Regions from separate parts of the Mus musculus genome. Here all the other regions are linked to region 2. Evidence: chromatin contacts called from public HiChIP or PLAC-seq data. All regions are on one chromosome and are shown on one strand. The core of a region is the stretch at or near the end of the contact, and the rest is flanking DNA. Distances in the headings are between cores, read along the strand shown.

What was found. HiChIP or PLAC-seq counts read pairs in DNA pulled down with a chosen protein or histone mark.
Region 1: an H3K27ac HiChIP or PLAC-seq map of regulatory T cell precursor shows a contact between it and region 2, with 2.8 times the contacts expected there. The contact joins the enhancer-like site here to the promoter of Dusp4 in region 2. A contact is called at or near these places in 3 of 39 promoter capture datasets (the 3T3-L1 cell line, 3T3-L1-derived adipocytes and hippocampal neurons), 2 of 15 datasets of contacts at CTCF or cohesin (CD8 T cells and the NIH/3T3 cell line), 69 of 484 Hi-C or Micro-C datasets (3T3-L1-derived adipocytes, the AML12 cell line, B cells and 42 more), 21 of 115 datasets of contacts at active chromatin or transcription factors (the 230-238 cell line, CD8 T cells, the HPC-7 cell line and 13 more) and 2 of 9 other capture datasets (embryonic stem cells and macrophages).
Region 3: an HNF4G HiChIP or PLAC-seq map of pancreatic cancer cells shows a contact between it and region 2. The contact joins the enhancer-like site here to the promoter of Dusp4 in region 2. A contact is called at or near these places in 5 of 39 promoter capture datasets (the 3T3-L1 cell line, embryonic stem cells, hippocampal neurons and 2 more), 3 of 115 datasets of contacts at active chromatin or transcription factors (embryonic stem cells, microglia and pancreatic cancer cells) and 1 of 9 other capture datasets (adipose tissue).

The regions. Positions count from the first base shown.
Region 1 is chr8:34,753,526-34,757,427 of GRCm38.p6, reverse strand. No RefSeq gene overlaps it. Among named protein-coding and RNA genes, the nearest start is that of Dusp4, 52 kb to the left of the region's middle. Within about 2 kb of position 1,682, at least 33 of the 459 cell types and tissues checked have an H3K27ac peak or open chromatin away from gene starts, as enhancers often do. A contact at or near this core is called in B cells, the C2C12 cell line, CD8 T cells and 14 more, where this site is marked.
Region 2 is chr8:34,804,910-34,809,293 of GRCm38.p6, reverse strand. Dusp4 (dual specificity phosphatase 4) reads right to left here and starts at 1,684. Exons shown (of 4, transcript NM_176933.4): 1 at 1,121-1,684. The coding sequence starts at 1,565.
Region 3 is chr8:34,844,659-34,848,425 of GRCm38.p6, reverse strand. Tnks (tankyrase, TRF1-interacting ankyrin-related ADP-ribose polymerase) reads left to right here. Exons shown (of 27, transcript NM_175091.3): 20 at 1,063-1,145. Among named protein-coding and RNA genes, the nearest start is that of Dusp4, 39 kb to the right of the region's middle. Within about 2 kb of position 2,470, at least 25 of the 459 cell types and tissues checked have an H3K27ac peak or open chromatin away from gene starts, as enhancers often do. A contact at or near this core is called in pancreatic cancer cells, where this site is marked.

The sequences.
Region 1 (3,902 bases), core at 433-2,932, 52 kb after region 2:
CTTTGATGCTCCCACTGTGGCTGGTCTGTGGATCTTTCAACTTTGTTTGTGTGTGTATGTGTGTGTGTGTGTGTGTGTGTGTCTGTGTGACACACACACACAAAGAGAGAGAGAGAGAGAGAGAGAGAGAGAGAGAGAGAGAGAGAGAGAGAGAGAGAGCGCTTGTATGTATGTGTCAGACTTGTTAAGATTTTGAACAAAGCTTATGCTGTCACAGTGGAAGTCATTTAAAAACTGAAAAATGACACAACTTGACATACCCCATTGGCAATTCCTTGCTAGCCTCATTTATGTAGACTCCAGCTTCCTGTCTCCAGTGGTGTCTTACAGCGGTGAGTCAGTATGTCCTGTGGTGTAGACAGTCTATCCTGTCTAACCTTAGCCCTATCAACTTCTTTGCCTTCTGGAGGAAGTCTTAGGAAGAAGATGAATCTTTCAGAGTTGCTTAGCAGTCTGAGCCCCTTCTGTGGATGGTTCTTGGATCCTGGTTCTGTTACTTCTGTCATCCAGTTCCTGATTTCTGGGATGACCTTCAAGGTCACCTCCACTCTGCCTAGCTGGAAGGAGAGGGTGAGAGAAGTCATGGAAGAGGGCTGCATGCCAGGCTTCTGTGCAGCCAACTTAAAGGAGATCCGAGAGCCTTTGGCACAGACTCTCCTCACCACGGTTCCAGTACCTGGCCATCAAAGCACAAGGGAGCTGGAGACACTGGTTGGGCATCTGCTCCTAGCAGTCTCTCTCCACTTCGGCAAAGGATATGGGTCTTCACTGAGCCCCTAACTGCCTTCTTCTTAGAATCATGATCATCATGCCCTATCTAGTTTAACAGTGGCCTCTTCTTGAGGACATCAATATGTTATATTGCATGGAGATATTAAAGCCCAAGTTACAGTCGTTTAGGAGATTCCAGTGTTGGGATTCAAATTTGGTCAGTCTGATTCTAAAGTCAAGTAATCTCAGTTTTTTATGTCACACAGCTACGGTAAGGTTGGCATGTTTGAGTCACCAGTGACCAAAATGAAACCCAAGGATGTGCACCTGACGTTCCTCTTTGTTTTTCTCAGTTTCTTTTACAACAGCACTAAAGAAAAGGCCCAAGGTTCTAAGTAGTTTTGACAATTGTCACATCATCCTTAGCCACTTCCGTCTCAATTATCTAGAATCCAGCCTAGGTAGCTTCATTTATTTTCAAGATCCAATGACCATTCATTTTAATATAACTCTCTCACACATTTATTTTCAAACCCAAAATGTTATCTCAGCATTAACTGCTGGTTTTAATTCAGTCCTCCATAAGCATTCCCAATCCAACATACCCCCAAAACAAAGGCATTGACCTTATATCCCTGAGACCTATGCCTTCAGGTAGGCTTGCCAACAGCTCACCAGCTTTGATTAGCTTCTCAAGGGGTGGATGCTTGGCTTCTCTCTCCCCCTCCCTCCTCTTTCTTTTTCTCCCCCCCCCCACCAGTACTGGGGTCTGCAGCCAGGGCCTCATGAGTGCTAGACAATGTATTACCACCAAGCTGTATTCCTTCACTCAGACTTTTGTTTTTCCATTGCTGCTAACTTCTTAAAGATGAAGTCCACAGCTACTTTGCATGTTTTCTAGACAGGCCAAATGTCACCACTCTTGCCTATAGGGCCCAGGGACTTTTTTGAGATGGTGATGATCATCCTAAGGAAACGCCCTCCCCCATACGTCTTCTTTTCTTACTTTCTGTTTGACGTTGAGGAGGTGGACAACCTTCAAACCATGCTCATCCTTGGGGCCTCTGGCATGGCTTGAGTCATATTAACCCATATGTGGAGACATTCAAGAAAAAAAGATCCCATGGGCCCCTCTCGTCCCAGTCCTCCTCCTCTTTACCCTCCTCCCCTTCTTTCTCTTCTTTGATTTTTTTTTTTTTTTTTTTTGAGATGTGGCTTCATCCTGTAGCCCAGGCTGGTGAAGACAGTCAGTCATCTTTCCTGTGACTGTGCAGGGATTCCAGCATGAGTCCCAGCCCCCAACCCCTTCGCCAGCCTTCTCCCTTCCCAGTGGTCTCCGCCCAAGCTGTTGTTTGGAGACATTTGACTCTTTCTTACTCTCATTCCCTTTGGGTGCAGAAAATAAGTCTGTTCTCATTTGAATAAGTTTGTTCTCATTTGGATGCTGCTGAGAGATTGTGGGGACCATGTCACTTGTTCTTAGTAAACTCACTCTGAAAACAACAGGGATCTCTCTGAGACAGCTGGTCTCCCAGGCAAATCCAGGCTACTTGTTATAAACCTTTAGCCTAGATGAGGGCAGGCAGATAAACTATAAACAGGCACTGACTATTCAATTCAAAGAGCAACTAAAGACCGAGATATTTAGAATAAAGAAGAGACTGAAAATGTCAGTTGGTGATGAAAGAATTTAAATTCTTACCTTCTGCTTTTCTTTCTTCTTCCTTCCTTCCTTCCTTCCTTCCTTCCTTCCTTCCTTCCTTCCTTCCTTCCTTCCTTCCTTCCTTCCTTCCTTCCTTCTTTCTTTCTTTCTTTCTTTCTTTCTTTCTTTCTTTCTTTCTTTCTTTCTTTCTTTCTTTCCAAGAGAGTTTATCTTAAACCATGAAAGAATTTATAGGCATTTAGTTATTCTTTCTCATATCTCAGGCACTGTTAATCATAAAAACACTTTTTTATGGGGCTGGAGTCATGATGGCCCCACAGTTAAGAGAGCGTGGTGCTCTTCGTAGGGGACCAGAGTTCTCAGCTCAGGTTGATCTGGCATCCTATTCTGACCATCACAGATGCATAGGAATATGCACACACCCATCAATGCACACACCCGCACGCACAGGCACATACAACCCCACCATACACACATACACACCTGCACAGGCACATACAAACCCACTCATACAGACCTACCCTCCCATACACACACACCCATACACACACACACACACACACACACACACACACACACACACACACACACACAATGTCAAAACATCTAAGGAGAAAGGTAATATTTATATTTTGCAGATGGAAGAAGTGACCCTAGAGAGGCTGACAAACCAAGTTACTTCAATCAACAAGGTGCTCTCCTCTGCATGTTTCTAGCTACAGCCTTAGATCTTGGGGGAAGTACCATGTCTGTCCTGTGCACTTCTGTCTGCCTGTTGTGCCATCCCTAGAGCAGTATTCCTGCTACAAGATGCTGCCTTGATATAGGTCTAATAGCATTGGTTCTGCCCAAATGTGGACCAGAACATCTCAGACCGGGAGCTGACTCAACCCTTTTTTCTTTATAAGTTAATTCTTCTTGGTATTTTGTGGACTTAAGGGAGCCCTGACTAACACTGTATGCATCATCAGTTGCTCTGGAGTTCCATTCTGCCCATCGCAGCTGCTCAGAACCCAGGATGGAGCTGCCCCACCTTGCATGGGGCTTTTTGCACTGGAATTATTATAAATAACTGAAAGTGGAGGTGACCTACATTGTTTGTTTGTTTGTTTGTTTGTTTACAACGCATTGGCCAGAGCTACCTGCCCCTCCTCTAGCCAAAAGGTAGATAGATGATTATTGCAACTCGACAGGGGCTGGGAGGAACAGACGGAGAAGTATTTGTCAGACAGCAGTAGAGAAGCCCATGTGATCTAAGGGTCGAAAGATACGATCTATATAAAAGTGCCTGTCATCATGAGAGGCAGTCGGTGGTCACTGGTGATTGTCAGGCTTCATGTGTGTGCTCTCAGCTCACCGCATTTGCCTTTATATGGGCTTCCCACTGGGAGTCCATCCAGAACTGGGGCTGAAGGGCCATCTTATCTAATCCTGGTCCATTTTATTTCACTTCATTTGTTTGTTTGTTTGTTTTTGTTTTTGAAGCAGGGGTTATCTGTGTATCTCCGGCTGCCCTGGAACTCACTAT
Region 2 (4,384 bases), core at 435-2,934:
TCCCGGCCTCCCTTCCTTAAGGAAGACAAGACACTAAGAGGAAAAGTCTGGAAGACGGGGCGAAGAGCCTCGGCAGGGAAATGGGCGGCTCTTGGAAGGCGGAGGTCGGACAAACCTCCAGGCTTTGGAAGCAAAGACCAGACCCGCGCGAAAGAATGCACGGAATGCGGTGGCCGGAGGTAGGGGAGCAGCGCAGCAGGGGGCGCCCGACCCCCCCACACACACACACACCCCGCACCCTACAGTGCTCCCCAACCGGTGGCCGGCACACCGAGCGAGCTGGCAGGTGCGGCGAGCGGTCCCTCCCCTTTGCCAACGTCTGAGATACTGCGCGATCCTTTTGGGGTGTCTGACTTCTCAATGTGACAAGCCACCCTCTCTCCGGCCACCTAATTTCCTACGCCAGGGTTCGCTCGAACCAGGCACGCGCCGCTGGCAGAGTCGAGAATGATGTGTGAACAAAAGGTGGTAACTCTCTGCTCCCGGGATTAGCAGGAGCAGGCGCGGTTGTGCCTGGTGTCCCCCCACCCCCCCAAATACAGCACTTCAGCCTCCCTTAGACCGGGGCAAGTGGGGGTTGGCCGCCATCCAAGAAAGCTCTGAGTTTAGGCAGCGGGGAAAAAAAGAGATAGCTCCCCAGGTCTGCACCCCAATTCTCCTTTCCTCATTGACCGATGTGTATGAACTCCTGAGACAGCTCCTACCCTAGCATTCACCTTCCTTCACCCCCCTCTAGGGTTCCCGGGGTTATACCGAACCAGGCCTCTCTCGTCCCCGTGGGACCTAAGAGCGCGTTCTCAGTACTTGAAGCTGGGCTGCGCAGAGGAACCGCTGCCAGCATCCAGGCCAGAACCGTTCGCGTAAACAAACACGGAAACTCCAAGACGCGTGCGGATTGCAGGTGATTGGGGAAACGCGCCAGCACGGCCTCCCCGGGACTCAGGCTCCAAACCACAGCAAAACCGTTCACACTGACACGCACAAAGACACGCGAGGAAGGGGACTCCAGCACCCCGTAGTCACTCGGGTACTTTCCTCCCAATGCCCAGCAGGGCTCAGGCCGCCAAGTCCCTTACACTACCTACCCTCCCACCTCGCTCTCCCGGGCACCCACGTTTACCTTTAAGCAGGCAGATGTCCGTGCGCTCCGCGTTCCGGCGCAACGCCTGCACGACCAGCGACACCGTGCTGTCCTCCCGGAGACTCTCGGCGCGCGGGCTGCGCTCGTCGTAGACGATGACAGCCGAGTAGAGGCCAGAGCGCAGGCGGGCACGCACCTCTTCCTCGGCGGGCAGGATCTGCTCCAGGCTCACGGAGCCCTTGGCCCTCCGCCGCACGATGGTATTGCAGCGCACGTTCACCGAGCCTCGGATGTAGCCCGCGCTGTGAGCCAGAAACGGCCTGCAGTCCAGCAGCAGGCACTTGCCGCCGCTCAGCAGCCCCAAGGCGCCGTGGCTGCCGCTGCCGTTGCCGCCCGCGCTGCCGCCGCCGCCGTTCTCATCCCGGTTCATCAGCCTTTTGAGCACGCTGCAGTCCATCTCCCGCAGTTCCTCCATCGTCACCATGTCGCCGGCAAAACGCAGTAAGCTGGGGAGCTAGCTGGAGAAGGCCAAGGGCACCGGAGCCAGCTAGGCTAACAAGAAGGAACCAGGCGAGGGCTAAGAGGGCGCCTGCAGAAGTGACCCGCAAACTTGGCCCCAGGCTCTTCTCCCTCTAACACCCCTGCTTCCACCTCCCGCAGCCTCAACGTTACATAGCAGTCCCAGCCTTCTCTGGCGCCAAAGCTGGCGGGCGCGCGGCACCCGGGGCAAGCGATCGAGCAGGGGAGTGTGTTTACGAGAGAGGGCTCCTCTCGGTTTGTCGCCTCTGGTGTGTTTTGCTAGCTAGGGCTGCTTCTGCCGTGGGCTCCGCCGTTTCCCCCACCGCTGCACCGCCGGAGCTGCACGCACTGCCCCAGCCAGAGTTTCCTCCTCTGGCTTAGAGATTTATTAATGCTCGCCGGCTCTCCCGGGGGAGGGAAGAGTCATTACTACCTCGCCAGGCCCCGCCCCCAACGCAAGCTTCCCGCCCCGCCCCCACCCCGGCTCGTGAATGGAGCGCCGGCCCCCTCGCACCCAGTCACGGGGACTCGACGTCACAAAGAGAGGAGTAAACAGGGCGCTCGGTGCTGGCTGCCAGGCCCATTCATAAAACGGAGACCTAGAGGAAGAAAAGGAGGCAGCCTCCGACCCGCCCGCGAGCCGGCGGCTCGGGGACTTTGTGAATGGAGCCGCGGCGCGGTGCCCTGTCCTTCCTCAGCCCCGGAGCGCGGCGATCCTGGTAGAGATCGTTGCGGGTGGCGACGCGGGGCCTTACTGAGGCCTGGGCTCTCCGTGTGGAGGTCTTCACCCCTGCGCTCCCCCCCACCCCCCCGGCCTCCCCAGTCTTCGAGGTCTCGCTCCTGCAGCTCCGAGAAACCTGACACTGTGCGGCTGCCACCCCGTAGGGCTTGGGGACCTCTCCTCGCCGGACTTAATCTCGTTCTTCGTGCCCGGCCGGTTGTGTTTTGTCTTTGTTTTTTTCCATGCGATTCCCCGGACTTAGTTTATACATTAGCGTGATCGATTTCCATCCCGAGCTATTACATCTGGTTTATAGCTTCCCGCGGAACCTGGGCCAACGCAGATTTAGAAAGATGAAAGGGAAGGCCCTCGCGCCGAAGCCCAATAACAAAAGAGAGGTGGAGGGGTTTGTTACTTTACAACCCAGAGGGGGGCGTTAATTGGCCGAATGCTGTGCCCGTGCAAGAGAATGGGAGGCACTCGGGCCCAAGCTTCCTAAAACCTGCTTTTTTAACCATGGGGGGGGGGGGGGGGAATACCCGGAGGTTTTCCTCTTTGGTGGGAGTCCTCGCTTCCCTCCTCACACGCAACGTCCTCTAAGGAAATGACGGTTAAGGTCTACATTTGGTACGAAGGAAAAGATGCTGAAAAGTGCCCATGGGAAGAATGACCTTTTATAAAAGCAAATGTAATAAGCTAGGAGACGATTCGAGTTTCCGCATCCCTCTTTCCAGGTCACGTAGCATCTGCCACCCCCCATTTTACTTTCGGGGGGGGAGCATTTAATTTCCCAAGGGCTCGATTTTGGCAAGAGAGGAGGTTATGCGCGCATGTGGTGGGGACCTTACAGAGAGCCAAAAAAATTATTTGGCCGAGATCTTGCCAAGTCTTGTTAGCAAGAATTAATCACCGAACAAGGGAATTACGGGGTTTGGTAGCGGCGGCCAGGTCGAATATTCCATTTCAAGTTGCGACTAAGCCTGATTAAGGCAGCGAGGGCCGCCGAAGCCTTGGGGTCCTTCCCGCCCTGTTCAGCCTCCTCCACTGTTACCCTTTGCTTTGTTCTCTGCGTAGCTGCTCGCCCGAGATCACCTCCAGCTCTCATTTCAAGGCCTTCTACCGGCTCTCTGCACTCTGAAGGCCCTGACACCCCTTTCAGGGTCCAGTGGGCTATGGGGGTTGAGAAGCAATCATCTGTGGAGATTTATTTTTATTGCCTCGGGTTCCAAAATGGCACTGCAGTTTTTATTTTGTTTATGGATTTTTCTTCAGTTAAAAAAATAAACTATTACATGAGTATTAATTTGTTGCTGGCATATTAGCGACCCCTCAGCCCCCAACGCACCTTATATTTTGGTGCCCGGGGTGCGCGATCACTCTAATTCGGGTTCCGGAAGGAGCCACCACAGTGGAGTGACGTCGGCTGCCTGGGGCAAAGTCTCCGGCACCCGGCTTTCTGGCTGGGAGAGCCGCATGGGCTCCCTGCACCCGTGAGGAGGGCAAAGTGGTTTCTCTTGGTTCGGGAGCTGGGAGGACATCTAGTGCTTCCCCTTTGCTGGCCCTCTATGGGTGCTAGACATCCCCCGTGCCTCGACAGCCCGGGTCAGATTCACTCTCGTGGGGCCTCTCCCCGAAGTCTACATATCCAGAGGCCAGCAGGCCTCAACTTCTCCGGATGCAAGTCTCGGCCGATTTCACCGGAGTCACAGAGGGGGGTGAGGGTGGAGTTGTCCCCTGGCGGCGCTGGCCTCACGAGCCTTTGTCTCCCATGCGTCAGGGGTGCTCTCCTTGCCACCACCCCCCCGCCGGCCAGGCCCTGGCCAGTGCTCACATGGCCTGTAAATAACAGTCAAATCCGGGGGGTGGGGGGGAATGCCCACGGAACAAAGGGCTGCTTTCTGCACCTGACGGTAATCCTTGCCGGAGAAGCCCTTAAATCCCATAGGCGAGTCACGCGCAAGGGGTGTGGGCAGGCGCGTGTCCGCGTGTGTGTCCACGTGTGAGTGCCCGCGCCTGCTCGCCTGCTCGCCTGTTCCTGGAGAGGGCCACCTACTTGAGACTTA
Region 3 (3,767 bases), core at 1,221-3,720, 38 kb before region 2:
GGAGGATGTGAGGGGGAAGGGGAAAGAAAAAGGATTCCTGGGACTTGCTAAGTGAGCTCCAGGTTTAGTAAGATGCTCTCTCTCAAAGGTGGGTGGGTGGGTGGGTGGGTGGATGGATGGATGGATGGATGGATGGATGGATAGATAGTAGATAGATAGATAGATAGATAGATAGATAGATAGATAGATAGATAGGAAGATATTCAACATTGACCTCTGACCTCCACATACACATAGAAATAAATAAAAATAATTCTTAAAAAGAATAAATCAAACTGGGCGGTGGTGGCGCACGCCTTTAATCCCAGCACTCGGGAGGCAGAGGCAGGCGGATTTCTGAGTTCGAGGCCAGCCTGGTCTACAGAGTGAGTTCCAGGACAGTCAGGGCTACACAGAGAAACCCTGTCTTGTAAAACCCAAAAATAAATAAATAAATAAATAAATAAATAAATAAATAAATAAATAAATAAATAAATAAATAAATAAAATAAAAAGAAGAAGAAGAAGAGGAAGAAGAATAAATCAAAATAGTAACTGATACCTTCTTCTTTTCTTTTAAGTCATTGAAAGTACTAATTCTATCAACTATGGTCTTGAGCCTAGGTACTGCTCTTGTAGAGGACCTGGTTTAGTTTCCACCACCCACACTGTTTAGCTCACAACCCTCTTCACCCCAGCTTCAGGGAACCCAGTGTACTCAGCTGGCTCCCAGGGAAACACTTCGCGTGCAGATACGCAAGCATAAAAACACACAAAGCTAAAAATAAATGTCTTAGACATAAAAATAAGGTGGTAGGAATTATATTCCCTGTAGAGTTAATATATACATCTATATTTTAGTTCTCTATTCTATGTGTATTAGAATTAATGTAAGTACTGTTGCTATGCCAAAGAGAAAATTCAGCATAACTTGGAAGTGCCTGATTTAAATTGACATATTTGGTATTGGTTTTTGTCATGTGAAATCATCTGTACAGGCAAGTGTCAAAAAATAGGGTTATGCATAAATGCTGACCTTGCGTAGAATTAGGAAATTCTAAGAGATTTTACTGTTTGTTTTAGTTGCGGGTCTTGACATGAACATCAGCCAGTTCCTTAAGAGCCTTGGCCTTGAGCACCTGAGGGACATTTTTGAAACAGAGCAGGTAAGCGCTCACGTGCTCTTTCAGCTTTTCATCTTCTGAGTTATTGACTTCATAAACTTCGCAGCTGTTTATTTTCTGTGTTATGTATTCTCTTTATTTTGTGACTTATAGTGTTCTGCAGTTTGCCTCGTGTTTAATCTATGTGTATGTTTTTACCTTGCTTGTTAGCTGCCTGAAATACATGTAGAGAAGCCAGGGAGCCCAGCACTTTGCGCTCATCTCCGACGCTGACAGTTCAGAGAGCCGTCCTTCCTCTGTGGCCAGTTTTGTTCAGTGCAGTCTGTGTCAGGTTAGACGTGAGAAGGAAGGGTTCAGCTTGCTGAGAGAGCACTTGGTGAACTTAGAGCAAGAAACTATCTCAAGAATATTCTCAGTTTTTCTGGTTTTTGTTGTTGTTGTTTCCAAAAGAAACTGGCATTTATGAGCTCATCTTCTTGTGTTACTAGAGAGAGCTCTTCTGTTTGCCAGACTGTTGTCAAAGGTCATGAGTTCTTACTCCCATGCTCCATGGTAAACACTGAAGATGAAACTGAGTTTAATATTACTGGTGGACATGGAACTTTAGGATGGAGAGTCACTCAGACCCAGTGCCCCATTTCCCAGGTGGAGGTACCTCCATATGCCCATGTCAGCCTTTCTGGCAGGGAGGATAGCTTGTGCAGGAGAATATAGCTGTTGATGTCTTTTTAAAGTCTAGTCAGCTTTAGGGCCCACTTCACATCTTTATTTTGTGACTTATGTTCGACAGTCTACCCCATGTTCAATCTGTTTGTTTCAGGTTTGTTGTTACCTTGTTCTGCACAAGTCTGTTATTTAGTCAGTATATGCACTGAGTTTGGTGAGCTACATAACAAATGACCATGGACTTGGTAGCCTAACAGATGTTTTTCTCTCAGAAGACTGAAATCAGATGGGCAGGGTGCACTCCCTGTAGCAGTTCTAGAAGAGTCTGCTCCCTGCCCTTCCAGCCTCCTTGACTTAGGCCACGCATAGGCCACCTTACTCCAGTCTCTGCTGCTGTTGGCACGATGCCTTGTCCCATGTCTGCCTTCTCACGTGCCTCTTACTGGGACACTTCCTTTAAACTTGGGCCCTCCTGGTGACTATCAGAACTTCCTCTCCCTGTCGTCCAATCATCTTCTGGACTAGAAATGTCCTGTGAGAATCCTGTAAACTGGGTCTTTGTCACTGTTTGAACACACATGCTCTTCATTCTGACTCATGTCTGCAGGAATTGTGAAACTTCACACACACACCTTGGTCTAATAAGCCAAAAACCTCCAGTTCAAACAAGGGACCCACCTCTTGTTGAGAGCCGTTGTTTCTGAGCTTTCATGCGCTTGTTCTTACTTCCTGTTGCATGCTCTCTGTCAGGAACTGACCTCCTGTGCGTGTTTCTCATGTTATTGACTTGGTAGTTTAATGACTCAGTCTTCAGTCAGCTTATTCTTTTTATCAGTTTTGTTGTTCTTTTTACTGCAGTTTTCTTCTGAGTAAATCGATGTCCCATTGATTTTCTTTTGTCCAAAATCATTTCTATAGCCTTTTCAGAGTCAAGACGTTAATTGTTGCACTTAATGCATATTACCTTGTGTAGGCCCTCTCCTCTAGGTAGTGGTGTGCTTTTCTATGTATCGAAACTGTCTTTTGGGCCACTGGGCAGACAATTAAGTTTGTGTTTATTATTTCAAGTGCAGATGTTATCTGTCTAGTCTTCAGGTATAAAATATTAAGTCTACTTAATTCTTCCGCGGCATACCTTTAGAATTTTCTTTTCTGTCATAAATATTGTGTAGCAGTCTGGTAATGTGTATCAACAAGCATGTGACCCTTCATTGTGTCCCCTTATCCCTTCTGTGACTGTGTTTGCTGAGACACTTTGTATAGTGTATTCCGCTGTTCTCGTCCTGCCTGAGAATACCCCTCTCCCTCTCCTGAGGCGCGAGGTAGTTCTTTTAGTTTGTGTCCTAGAAGTTCTTACACTCCACCTTCACAGTTCCTTCTCAGAAGTCTCTGCGCTGTCTTATTCCATAAACACTTTAGAAATAATCATCAAAATTCCTTCTAGTTAACTATAGCATTATGTAACATCTTCTCACACTTAGACTATAGCTTCCTACCTAAAATGTTTTGTTTATGGGAAAGGAAAATTTAATTTACACTATAATTTCTGGAGCTCAACTGCTACGACCTGGATTTTCACAGAAACTGACCATCTACATTCTATAAAAGGTCGGACTCATTGAATTCTATGTAAATATGATTATAACATCACCACCCTCAAGGGAAAAAAGGTCTTTTCATTTATAATCGTTAATTTTCTCATCACATCCCAGGTAAACAAGCGAATCTTTGGAGCAGGCAGCAACCCTATAGACATAGCATTTACTTTATATGCAGGGCCATTTTATCTTATGAATGAGTAACTTTAGTATAAGGATCTTATATCGATGTATGCTAGATATGCACAACCCCCTTCTCCCCAAGACAAGAACTTGAGGAGCAAACTTGTGGTTTCTTCCAAATACCAAACATATTCTCTTAACTGTTCCCACCAGATAAGTCACTGGAGGCTTAGAAGTAATAAATAACATAATTAAATATAGAGGGGAAAGTACTATC